3 separate regions of the Mus musculus genome follow, and all the other regions are linked to region 1. A link is a contact called in public Hi-C and HiChIP or PLAC-seq data. All regions are on one chromosome and are shown on one strand. Each heading gives the region's core, a stretch centred on a gene start, on an enhancer-like site or on the middle of the called end of the contact. The rest is flanking DNA. Distances are from core to core; before and after follow the strand shown. Region 1 has its middle 6.3 kb from the start of Gm43837. Region 2 has its middle 20 kb from the start of Gm31889. Region 3 overlaps 0610040J01Rik (RIKEN cDNA 0610040J01 gene).

What was found. A called contact is a pair of places that touch in the nucleus more often than the background predicts. HiChIP or PLAC-seq counts read pairs in DNA pulled down with a chosen protein or histone mark.
Region 2: a Hi-C map of bone marrow-derived macrophages shows a contact between it and region 1, with 14 read pairs. The contact joins two enhancer-like sites. A contact is called at or near these places in 1 of 484 Hi-C or Micro-C datasets (bone marrow-derived macrophages), 2 of 115 datasets of contacts at active chromatin or transcription factors (memory CD8 T cells and microglia) and 1 of 9 other capture datasets (embryonic stem cells).
Region 3: a contact with region 1 is called in an H3K27ac HiChIP or PLAC-seq map of microglia, with 4 times the contacts expected there. The contact joins two enhancer-like sites. A contact is called at or near these places in 1 of 484 Hi-C or Micro-C datasets (uterus) and 1 of 115 datasets of contacts at active chromatin or transcription factors (microglia).

Annotation. Positions count from the first base shown.
Region 1 is chr5:64,369,540-64,373,780 of GRCm38.p6, forward strand. No RefSeq gene overlaps it. Among named protein-coding and RNA genes, the nearest start is that of Gm43837, 6.3 kb to the right of the region's middle. Within about 2 kb of position 2,287, at least 59 of the 459 cell types and tissues checked have an H3K27ac peak or open chromatin away from gene starts, as enhancers often do. A contact at or near this core is called in bone marrow-derived macrophages and microglia, where this site is marked.
Region 2 is chr5:64,897,527-64,902,090 of GRCm38.p6, forward strand. It overlaps the pseudogene Gm21011. Among named protein-coding and RNA genes, the nearest start is that of Gm31889, 20 kb to the left of the region's middle. Within about 2 kb of position 2,890, at least 13 of the 459 cell types and tissues checked have an H3K27ac peak or open chromatin away from gene starts, as enhancers often do. A contact at or near this core is called in bone marrow-derived macrophages and microglia, where this site is marked.
Region 3 is chr5:63,828,777-63,832,997 of GRCm38.p6, forward strand. The region is part of intron 1 of 0610040J01Rik (RIKEN cDNA 0610040J01 gene); the gene reads left to right. Among named protein-coding and RNA genes, the nearest start is that of 0610040J01Rik, 18 kb to the left of the region's middle. Within about 2 kb of position 2,480, at least 52 of the 459 cell types and tissues checked have an H3K27ac peak or open chromatin away from gene starts, as enhancers often do. A contact at or near this core is called in microglia, where this site is marked.

The sequences.
Region 1 (4,241 bases), core at 1,037-3,536:
CAGGTACTCTTATGCTTACACACACACACACACACACACACACACACACACACACACCACATATATGCACATAAATATACACAGTCTTGTCTGTATTTTACATCAACATCACATTTGATGTATGCATACATTTGTTTCTTTTTATTCCAACTAAGATGTGTGGGTTTCTATGCTGGTCTTCTATGACTGGAAGCACATTTAAATCCAAGGACGTTTTAAAGAAAAACAATTTGAAAAAAATTAGACATAAAGATGAATATTAGTTAAGAATAAGAAGAAAAGGTCATTGAACAGTTTCTTAGCAGTCTAGCATGCAATGAATCTGAGTCCAAAATTAACTCCTTGGCCTGTTTTGTTCATAGCTAGGTCACCAGGACAGACAACAGCCTCTAACATACAGCAGTTACTGAAAAAATAATCCCAGAGTGAAGTGTCTAAATGAAGAAAACTGATAGTAGCTGAGCCAAGGGAAGCAGGATGAGGCCTTGCTGAACAAACATTGAAACCAATGGGAAGAAATGGATTTGAACCCAGGTCTGCTCTCCTCTTCCGTTTGGATTGATGTTTTCCCAGATAGACTCCATTGCCAGCTTCCCTTGAAGCTAGGTATCCATTGCCAGCTTCCCTTGAAGCTAGGTGTGACCATGCAATGGTATTCTTGCAAGTTGACTAAGTAGACTTGATGGTGCCACTTTTTGGCCTGGGTCCTGAGACCAGGGATATGTCACCTCTACGTTGTCCAACATCTGGGTGTGGTGGTGACTTAATCTGACTAGATCCTGAGGGTTCTACCATGATGACATGGCAAAAAAACAAAACAAACAAAAAAAAAAAACCAGCAATCCTGATGAATGAATATGGACCTTCCTTCCATACAGACTCACAGGGCTCACACCACTATGATTATGTGACATAGAGACAACCTTCCTTCCTCTTTAAACCTTGGTATCTGAGAGTTCCCTGTTATAGAAGCATATGGTTCTCTGTGCTTCCTACCCCCTTACCTCACTTCTCCCTTCCCTTCCTTCAGATCCATGCCCCTGTGGTGTGAACAGCCAGGCAACTACTAGGCTTAAGAAGGTGTTGGCCCCAACTGTAAAGATGCAATTCCTGCCTGCATGACTCCATGTTGCCTGCAAATGTTTTTGTCATGCTCTCTTAGGGACTAAGTTAGGTCTGGGGCCTGTGAAGTGATGTCAATCATAGCACAATATTTTTCCTCCAAAGAGGAGGATTGAGCGGAAAGAAGATGATGAGGCATTCTGAAGAAATGAGGACTGTGGCAATTCCCTTCCTGAGGGTGTCATCGTGTAGAAAAGATACTCTTCCTTTCATGGTGGCTCAAATGGGGTCCTCATCTCCTTCCTTGTGGTCATAGCTGGAGCATTCAGGGCCATCCCCTGCATACTCTGGAGCCTTTGACTCTGGTGGTCTACTAAAACCAAACTCTCCTGCCTTGCTTATTTTACCCATGCCATGTTCTGGAAACTGTAAATGGTTGCCTTGCAGTTTCTACTGTTGTGTTAAAACACCACAACCAAAAGCAAGGTGTGGAGGAAAGGGTTTGTCTGGCTTTCATATCCTAGATCACGGTCCATTAAGGGAAGCCATGGCAGGAACTCGATCTAGGCAGGAACCTGGAGGCAGAAGCTGATGCAGAGACCATGGAGGGTTGCTGCTTACTGGCTTGCTCCTCGTGGTTTTCTTAGTCTGGTTTTTTGTTTGTTTGTTTGTTTGTTTTGTTTTACTATAGAACCCAGGACCTTCAGCTGAGGGTTGTCCCCACCCACAATGGACTGGGATCTTCCACATCAATCAGTAATTTGAAAAAAATGCCCCACAGCCTTATCTTATAGAGGCATTTCCTCAGTTGTGGTTCTCTCCTCTCAGATGACTATAGCTTGTGTCATGTTGACACAAAACCAGCTAGTACAGTGGTTGACACAATATCAGCTCTTGGCAAAGAAAAACAAAAAGGCAGTCAGAAAAAAAATTATTATCCAATTATAAGAAACACAGAGGCTGAAACCACAGAGACAAACTAAAACCTTAAGACTGGTCTCTGCCAAATAGAGGATGCCTTTTCTCTTTCAAAATGATGAGATTCAGCACTTTGACTTCTGAGGCTGAGCAGATGTTCTCTCTGTCACAAATCTCTTAGCTCTGTGACTCTGTTGAGTGGGTGGTGCAAAAAATAAAATCTTTCAGGAAGAAGCTGACAGTGAAAGGCAGCAAGGGTCCTCTGAGCCACAGGGAGCTGGGATGTGACCCAGAAGTCAGAAGAGAGGCCATCTAGGGGAAGTGAGTCTGTAGCTTCCTCGTTCAGCTCATTTGTCTCTAATGAGGGAGAAAATTTACACAGCCACAAATTGTTGCAATTCAGAGAGCTAAACTGATTTGGAAACATATTTTGTCCTAGGATATTTCTTGGCCTGTTTGGGCTGCTATAACAAAGTGCCTTAGGCTGGGTGGCTTATAAATAACAAAGGCTTACAGGTTTGATGTCTGCCAAGGGCTCCTTCCTGGCTCAAACTTGGCCTCTTCTTATTGCACCCTTGCATCTCAGAAGAGACAAGCATCTCCCTAGGGTCCCTAAAGGCACTTCTCTTGAACATGGAGCTCTGCCCATGACCCAGCGTCCTCACAAAGACTCTACCTGCTAACATGACCCTTTGGATGGGTAGGATATTCATGAATTTGGGCACAGTGGATTCATAATATTGATACCCCAGACGTTCCCCACCCAGGGGATGTTATCCAATACATCTGGGAAATTTTTAGTGACACAGGAAACTTTGCCATTACTCTGCCTTCATTTCTCCTCCTTCTGTATGCCTGTCAGATGTTCAACTCAGGCAGCCCATCTGGAACCTCCCCTCCAGGATAATGTCTCCTCCTTAAATGAGAAAAAAAAGTCTAGCCCCTCCTCCTTCTTGCTGGATGTGAACCGCTCTTGAGGACTTCAATCACCTGGCCTCCCCTGCCCTTCGAGCTAAAGGTTAATTGAGGGGTGAATGAAAACAACACAGCGTCTTATGAGAAATGAAAGATGGCCAGATGGAACCCACCAAGGGCGGCTGAGATTTCAATTTCCTTACTGTAATGAAAACTGCATTTCCATTAACCGCTGTGGTAGAAATGATTTACCAGCAGAACGAATCACCTGTGATGCGCCCTGGCTCCTATTGTGAAGCCTGGCTCTGCAGAGCCGACTGCTAAAGCATCTCTTCATTACCACCCGCCATGTGGACCTGGGGCTGCTGCAGAGGGTAAAGGCTATGGCCGTGGACATGAAAATGGGGGCCTCTGAGACAGAACAAAGAGGAGGCTCTAAAACTCTTTTCCTCCCCACATTCTGTTACCGCCCTTTGCCTGGACAGAATTTTTTTTTTTTTCCGATGCGGGCACATTTTACAGGCAGCCAGACGTAGGTCAGTAAGTAGCCATAGGTACCTGGGGAGCTCAGGGCTTTGGGTCATCATCAGACCCCACATTTGACCCAGCATTTGAGATTGCCTTACAGGATCACCCTTTCCCTCTTCCCTAATAATAAGATGCCATGGTATCAGCTTGGCAGAGGACTTCTTGCAACAAGACCCACCTTCCCAGCATGCTTTGCAGCGGCAGACAACTATGTCATCACTGGGCACTAAGGAAGAATAGTTCATCTGGTCTTCAGGTTACTTCCATTTAGTCAGCTGGGATGTGGGCGTGAAAGCTGGATCCGAGCAACCTTCTTACACCCTGAGTAAAAGCCACTCGTGATTGTTAAGTACTAAGCCCTCTCTTAATGCCATAATGGGGAGGCACCTCGGAGAAGCTGCGGTGTTTCATTAAGGCCAGAGACTCAGACCTGGAGGTCAGCCAGGCTTGTGACTTTTCAAGACAAAGACCACTATGAGTACCCAGATGTCACTATGAAAAACATTGAAAAGTTAGCTTAGCCCGTGTCAGATGTACAACCCCACTTCCTCTACTTTTGAGGTAGCTCAGCTCATTTTCACATTTATCTGTCTGTCTGTCTGTCTGTCTATCTATCTATTAAGTGTGTGTGTGTGTGTGTGTGTGAGTGTGTGTGTGTGTGTGTGTGTGTGTGTGTGTGTGTGTGTGGTGTGCATGTGCGTGATGCCATGGTGCTTGTGTGGAGGTCAAAAGACAACCTGCAGAGGTGACTGTCCCCTTCCACCATGTGGGTCCCGGGTATTAAACTCAGATCATGAAGTTTGTCAGCAAGCACCTTT
Region 2 (4,564 bases), core at 1,640-4,139, 530 kb after region 1:
CTAGATAGGGTTTTTAAACAGGTCGTCTGTTAAGATGTTATTGGCGGGCCGGGCAGTGGTGGTGCATGCCTTTAATCCCAGCATTTGGGAGGCAGGGGCAGGTGGATTTCTGAGTTCAAGGGCAGCCTGGTCTACAGAGTGAGTTACAGGACAGCCAGGGCTATACAGAGAAATCCTGTCTTGAAAAACAAAAAAATAAAAAAACAAACAAACAAACAAAATGTTATTGGCAAAATTTAAATGCTGGAAACTTTGGGGGTGACTAGGGAAGAGCAGATGTGGCATTTGTGCACCAGATATCGTCAGGTTTTCTAAATCCATTTGGGTGAAAAACAAGTAGATTCTATCCTGGGGAATAAAAGAGATCCTGAGATGTATGAAGATTATAGCCTTCAATACAGTATTTGAGAAGTCAAATGAATGGGTCCCGATTAACCATCCTTCCAAAAGTCAGGCCCTGAATCTGGAAGCATTCCACTGATGTCCGCTACACAAACTGGGAAATGTGGAGAAGGTCGTCCCAGAGCAAGTCAACTTTATGGAGTATCAGAGTGCACGCCTTGGTGTTCTCCACAGAAAGAGTTCTCGGAGTCTCATAACTTAGAAAATGTCTCTTGCCACCTATATTTGGCATTTCTACTATTTTTGAAGTCTTCATTCCATCACGCAAAAGCACCCAGAAATTTGTGTTCATTGGTAAAACGACATGAAGCGCTGTCGTGTTTAGGATGGGCAGTCTGTTTTTCATAGAGAGACAGAGTACGCAGCCCTCACAACACAGTGCTGAGATGCACACGAGCAATTTTCTGGAGATCTGAGCTTTGTATTTTTGCCCCGCTCAAAGCTAGGGTTTCCAGATACGGCAATGTTGCCTGTCTTCTCACAGGCAGGCAGAATATCAAAGTCATTAAAAGAAAGATCTAAATGAGATCTGCCATGGAAGACAAAGTGATGGACTTTAGTCTGTTGTAAGACAAGTCTAAATAGCTTAACTCCTTGTTAAGGTCAAAGATCCTGGTGTCCAGCTGTTGGATCTTGTTCCTGGTGTCCAGCTGTTGGATCTTGTTCCTGGTGTCCAGCTGTTGGATCTTGTTCCTGGTGTCCAGCTGTTGGATCTTGTTCCTGGTGTCCAGCTGTTGGATCTTGTTCCTGGTGTCCAGCTGTTGGATCTTGTTCCTGGTGTCCAGCTCTTGGATCTTGTTCCTGGTGTCCAGCTCTTGGATCTTGTGGCACAGGATCAGAAAATGCAGTTTGGAAAAAGAGTGGAAATCTGAGCTCTGCAATTGATAGAGGAGGTTGTAGGATAAATCCAGTGTGGTTGTGGCTGGAGTCACATCTCGGGGAACCTTCCTTAAAGCCATGTTAGAGAAGTTGGAGATCAGTCCCCTTTCACCTGTCGGCCTTGGAGCCCAGGCTTCTGTTGACATCAGGATGTTATAAAGTGTATGGATGCCGCTGCTGCGTCTCATTGTGTTTCCAAGGAGTCTAGCTTGCAGAGTAGTTTAAAAATAAGAGCTCTCTGTTGTTTTAGTTCACATTTCTGTAATGACTCACCACAGGCTGAGGAGAGCTCTGGTATAACAGTTTCTCTTCACAGTTGTGTAGTAAGAAGACAAGATGATGAACGGGCTGGTTGATTGAGCTCCTCGTGAGGGTCCCTTCTGCTTCACACAAAGGAAGGGAGAAAAAAGAAAAGTGGAGGGGAGAAGATCTGATGGAAGGAAGTTGTGGATCTTCTGTACAGCTGTGAAATGCAGGTAGTCTTTTAGTTGGATAATCCCTACATTGTATACAAAATTTAGTTACTCGTATTGATGATATAATTCTTATATTTTATATGCTTTTGTTCCTGGTAAGACCTCTCAAATATCTTGGAGGGAAAATTAATTCTGGTGAAGTCTCCATTTCTTAAACACATGACTGTCAATGATCTAAGATGCCTCCAGGGTACTATATACAGTAAAGTATTATGGCATGCTAATAAGTACTTTAATATCTTTAATCCTTTAATTATCTTAAAAAGTCAGTTTAGTTCCTGGCAGACTTTCAAACCATTATATATGTAAGGGTAACTTTTCTGCATCTATTTCAAAATAATCCCAGAATGCCAGTTCTTAACTTGCCTAGAGGAGTAACTACTGCTCAAATGGTTGTGTCTATGACAATATCTAGTGTGAAACTATGAAGTTTCACTTTCTTTCCATTTCCTTAAGACTATATATTAAGTATTGGAAGATCTCTTGGGTTTAGCAAGATGGTTTATCAAGTAAAGCCATGTGCATCCTAGCCTGAAGACCCGAGTTCGAACCCCAGAGACTCTACTTTCACCTCCATATGTGTACTATGACACAAAACACAGACATAATAAATAAGTGGAAAAGAGAAATAAATTAAGAAAAGATTGATCGTGCCACTTCTATCTGAACAATAATTCCCATGCATTCAGTATCTCTTTTCAAGTTTTTTTCTCTTATAGATTATCATAGACAAGAGTGAGCTGAGATACATGGTGCACCACTTTTAAGGGTTTGAGAAATAACTCAGTCATCAAGAGGAGTAATGTTTAAGTCGAAGTGAATGTAAAATCTATATTAAGTAAGCGTCCAAATTTTTCACAAAGACAGAGTTGGTACCCTGGTTTCCTCAAAGCCCTCAGGCTTGGTTTGGTTTGGCATGAACACTGGGTGGAAAGAGGCCACTTCACTGCTTTCCTCTCCCAGAACTTACTTTAAGCTTCTAGATCTGAGAGCCATGGCTTTAAAACAAAAACCCACAGCACCTCCTGCCCTGCTGCTTTGTTTGCCATCCCTTGGGCTAGGATGCCAGCTTCCATCTCTTGTTGGATGGTTCCTCCTGCTCAGTACCACAACCCGATGAGCTATAGCGAGAGAGGAAGCAACTCCGGCTGAACTTCTCTTAATTTAAGACATAAAAGGTTCTTGTCTCTCAGGCAATGCGTATGCATGGTGGCATCTCATTCAAACATTTTAAGAGTAAGGCATAAACATTATATTATTGCTGTTGTCCTATGGAGGATTAAATCAGGACCACAGATGTGCTAAGCACACGCTGGACCACTGAACTCTGACACTCCGCTCAACATAAGGCTTCCTGAAAGATGTATCAGTAAGTAGGTAGTATGTATTGTTACTGCTTTGAGGCTATTGATACTATGTTGCAAACAGTTGAAAAGCAGAGAAAGTTCTCCATTGACGGCTATGATGTAAAAGTCCAAACCCAAAGACACTGCTCAGCAGCAGTTGATAGTTTGCCAGAAAGACCTCATCCTGAGTCATTTCCCCTTTAATAATTCCAGTAAATGGAGAAGGGCTTAAAAACCCACCAAAGAGTGAATGATCTTGCAATATAAGAGTAAGAAAGACCACTTTCTAGTGTTTCTATGCGTCTGACATGGTGCCTGTGCTCTTCATACAACATCTTACTCAGTCTTCTCAACAACCCTGACAAAATGGTGCCCAATATTAATTACTCTTATTTTTCAGATCTAGGAGCTAAAACTCAGAGATTAAGTTATGTTCCCAGGGCAGCCTAGAAAGTAGTGGAGCAGGGGTTTCAATCCATATTTGTTTGGTCCCTTCTGGGTGGCAGTAATCCCAGCACTCGGGAGGCAGAGGCAGGCGGATTTCTGAGTTCGAGGCCAGCCTGGTCTACAGAGTGAGTTCCAGGACAGCAGGGCTATACAGAGAAACCCTGTCTTGAAAAACCAAAAACACAAAAAAACATCAAATCCTAACCCAAAGCACTCTCAATCTCTAAAGCATCGGCTGTTGGAAGCCAACCTGCAGTTCACATGGACCAGGTTTCACCTGGGAGGCAAGCCAGGGCTAAAAAGAGAGGGGAACTAGGCAGTCAAGAGAAAAATGGAGCTAAGTCAAGATTCCTGATCAAAGCTCAAATGTTTAATGGCAAATGCGCTTATAAAGGTGGTGGTGGTGGGGGAGGCCCATTCCCACCAATCCATTCTTGGAGCCCAGCTGCAGGATAGGGTGTAGTCTCCGGAATAGCTCAGTGGCCTCCCAGCAGGTAGCAGTGTCTTGAAGGAGAACAGTGGCAGTGGCTGAACAATAGAGTGATCTAGTGAGGAAGGCTCCACCCTAGGTAATCTCCTTAGTGGCAGCAAGGTCAAGGTCTGGCTCAGCCTGCTTCAGGCTGGGTGGGGGTTTACAATCCTTTTGCTGTGCTGACCAAGGTGGGCTCCACTCACCTGGCCAAGGCTCCTTCCTCTCACCCCAGTGTCTTTCTGAGTTTCAATATGCTGCCATCATGGGATTCTCTGCTGTCACACATCAGAGAGACTTTGCCTGCATGTAAATCGTAATTACTTTACAAGCCCAGCTTGGGTAGTCCCAAATTCCTGGATGTAACCCAAATACTACGGCAAACCCTCAGGCATCTTGGGCCACTTCGGACTTCTGGAGTGTCCCTTGGAACAAGTACTATAGTATGGAAGACCCACCTGATCTGCCCCACTCTTTAGACACAGGAGATGCAGAACAGGAATGGATCTTAGGTTGCTAGCATGTACCACTGAGAAATAAAACCC
Region 3 (4,221 bases), core at 1,230-3,729, 540 kb before region 1:
CAAGAATTTTCCCTGATCATAGGTCATGGTCATACTTCAGCCAAGACTATATAAAGTTCCGTGGTACATCTCCATCACAAGTCCTAATGATGTCTCTGTGGAGTCCTTTTTTTTTTTTTGCTTCTGTCACGTGGTCTGTTTTCCTCACAGCCTCGGCCCTTCTATGAGCAGTCTCTATTTCCCAACCACCCATCATCAAATGACCCTGAGGCTTTCGTCATAGAGGCAATACATGTGTTCTGGGCACAACTATAAGTTACCACTGAGGACAAGATAAGGTGTACAAGACACTCTCGAGTAGTGTCGACAGGAAACATGTTCATTGATTTGGGTCAGTTGGCTGGGCAGCTTGCGGAAGCTGGCAGAATTGTAAAGGACAAGAATTAGCTAATAGGGTGGACACAGGTGCAACTAGTGGGTCTTTTTTAAAGTTACTAGGCCCCCTGTTCAACCAAGTATAGGTGAAGAGAACTGAATCACAACTCCCTGATTACTCTGAGAAAATGACGTAAGAAAGTAACCCCAGCATTCTTGAAACAGAAAAAAAAAAAAAAAAAATTCCCCACGAGGTAATTTTCACTGTGAAGTTTAAGTTTGATGAGCCAAATAAAATGCAAAGTACACTTTTAGATGAGTTCATGGAAAAGTCTTTTGATATTTTAAATATTCATGGTTTTTAAGGTATTGTGTTAATGATTTAGTCTAGTATTGTGAATTATGATTTAAAATGTCATTGAGTGACTGATTCAGACTTTAAGCTTTTAAGATGTGATAATAAATGTTGACGTAATTTTACCGTTCAAGACTATGTTGAAATGTTTAAGAAAACTAAAGATTCCATGAGTTTGAATCTTTTGTGGGTTAAGCCCGGAGGAAGGGGTGCTTCACTGGTCTCAAATCTGAAATAATTAAAAGGAAAAAAATCAAAATCATTTGGTGAATACAGAGTTGATGGCGTCTTGCTACGTACATAACCCAAGCTGGCCTTAAACCCAGCCTGGCTGACTCAGTAACCCAAATGCTACAGTTACAATCCGGCACTCCCACGCCTACTTTGTAAATAGTCTAAAATGTCTGCTGTTGATTGGTGATTTGCCAAAGGATTTTTAGTGTATGCCAGGAAAGGCAGCATTTAGAAAGTTGAGGCAGGAGGATCCTGAGTTTGAAGCCAGAGCTATATACAGACTGAAACCCTGCCTTTAACAATTAAAACAACAACTGAAAAAAAAAAAAAAAAACTTAAATAACTACAAAAAATTTTAGGGGAGCTAAGAAACACTTCAAACTTTTTGTTATGACTTCTTACTTCCAAGTGTTGCTGTGCCCCAAAATGGGATAGGTCCTGCACCCCATGGGTCTTCCCAGTTTTCTAGCATCCTAACCCCCTCCTGTCAGTGTCCAAGTTTGCACTCACATAGCTCATATGCATATAACCCCCAATGCTTGTCCCTGGGCCAGCGCTCTCCACGGCCATCAATAATTCTTCTTGGCTACCTTCAAGGCAGAGCTACCTGCAGATCCCAGACCCTACCCGAATTCGCTCACCAGAAATTGAACCGACTGTGGCTGCTGTACTCTGATTCCTGATTCTGTGGATGATCTCTTGATCAAGTTATTGTTTTGTTTCTGTGGGTTGGTTTGGTTTGGTTTGGTTTGGTTTGGTTTGGGTTTGGGTTTGGGTTTGAGTTTTGGGGTTTGGGGTTTTGGAGTTGCTTTGTTGGGTTTTTATGTTTTGTTTCGGGTTAGTTTGGTTTTTGACCAGAAACAAGGGCCAGGACTCCTTATCTTTCTCTCCTCGGTTCCCATTACCTAATGATCAACAAATGAAATGAAACTCAAATAAAGTAGGATGTAACGTGAATATGAGTTTGAGAGTAAATGGCACTTCTATGTTGGAAGTGGCTATGGTTGTCTTTATCCTGAGAGCAATGGTTAGCACGTGAAAGCTGTGAGTGCCAGATACTTGGGTGGGAGTAGGTATTTGTACATTAACTTCATGGGAGGTCAAGCCAGTTGTTCAGGAAGACTAAATCCATGATGGAACAAATTCAGGGTCTCTGCGTTGCCAGAAGCGTCCTTGGTCTGTTCTTGTGTCCTGGCCTCACCTCAGAGGAACTGCTGTCATGTTAGGTCCCATTTCCTCTAACTGATGACTATCTTCTGGCAGAGGTACTACTGATGCCCCTCTGAAGAGCAAGTTATATTTAGGAACTCAGAAATTAAACATTTAGTCGATTTTTTTTTTCATTTCCTGATATAGAAGACCTTACTTCACATCCCCATACCAAACAAAACTCCAAAGCTCCATCATTTAAAAAATCAATACCATCACTCATTGGCAGAATCAGCCCTAACTTACCTAATTTACCTCCTCATATCCAGGGAAGAACCCTTCTGTATCAGCCCACAAACTGCTAACCCCAAGAAGGCTGTGTTTCAGCCAAGCTAGACGCAGAAATGTGCCCTTAGAGGAAGTACGACCACAAGAGCGTCTTTCAAGAGAGGGTGGAGAAATCCTTGTAGCATTTCCTCCTTCCCTCTTCTTTGTTTCAGTTCATAGAAACAATGGTCCCCTTTGCTTTTTCCCTGTTGAGTACAACAAACCTAGCTCAAAATTAATGAAAGTAGTAAAAACTAGATGCTATCTTATCGAAGTCCACCCACCCATATCTCCACCCACCCAGAGCAGTGGAGAAAAGGTTCTTTCGATATGGACTGACAAGTTCAAGCTAAAGATTGAGATAACAAGAATCCTTTGCTCAGAATAAACATTTTAGAATAATGAACAGTGTGGTATATGCATCTCATTTCTAAATTAAGTGGGCTCCCCTTTAAACTTGCTTATGTCTTAGAGTGTTTATGTAGGAGGAATTTTTGTATTCAGGAAATTACATATAAAATATACCATTCCCCACAAATTAGTTACTTAAAGGAGCAGTTATTTGCACTCTTCTAATTACTTGGGTCATGTATACAAATTGCAAATTGGAATGAGCCTAAATGATCTAAGATCTTACTGTAGGTACATTGCTGTGACTATGTTTCTAGAAAGGTGTTCCAGTGGGTAGAGACTTTTACTAAAGGTTTAACTACAGCATGCATGATTTCCAGAACTGCCTGTGATTGTTGCCAAAATTTAAAATGGCTATATTATTGCAAAATAGCCTTTCCTTAACTACAGGGCCAAAAAGAAAGTGCTGTTTTGCATGAGATGGAAAACCACCCCCAAGGCAAATAAAACACCTTTCTCAGGAGAAACTCACTTTGCTCTTGCAAGTGCAGGGACCAAAAGCCAAGGAAGTTTAGCAAATTCCCATTCAACTTGTCACCATAAAACTGAGGACAGTAAATGTTTGCATTTCCAAAGGGGAACGGGAACTGTTTATGAGAACCAACCAACTGGAGGTGGAACGTTCGTCTCAGGCCTCCTTTTCAGTTACTCCCTGGTCACAGACCTGACTCCTGGTTCTTCACTTCTCAATAGATAACTTATTGCTTGATGAGCTCACACAAAATAACATAACCATCAGCATCTTGAGCATCATTGTGTGTGGTACATTAAATTTACTCATTAGGGAGTGGGTACTGAGAGAGAGCTCACTCAGTAAAGTGGTTGCTGGGCAAGCACGAGGACCTAAATTCAATCTCAGGACCCACATGAAAAAGCCAGTCATGGTGGCACACACGTAAAATCCTGAGGCTGGGGAAGTAGAGAGCGGTGGATCCCTGAAGATTTGCTAACCAGCAAACCAAGCCTAGTTGGCAAACTCTAGGTCAGTGAGAGACACCTATCTCATGAAACAAGGGGTATGGATCCTGAGATATAATACCTGAGATTATCTTCCCGTTGTCATGCATGTATGCACCTGCACACATGAACACGCATACACATACATGTGAAAAAAAAATACCTAAATTGGTTCCATTCACTGTCTTATGTATGCGTGTATGCAGACGACACTGAAGCTCTGTAGGATTTCAGCCCCTCCCTGGGTTCGAATCTTAACTCTAGAGCTTCACTAACCTTCAAGTATTCATTTCCTTGTCTGTAAAATGGGAATAAGAATTGTGCTGAAAGCTGGGTGTGGTGGTTCATCCCCTTAGTCCCAGCATTATGGAGCCAGCCTGTTCTACTAGCTGGAGGGCTATACAGTGAGGGTTTCTCTCACAAAGGGAGTGTGGGGGTTTCTGAAAAGGAAAAGAACTGTGCTGTGTGGACAC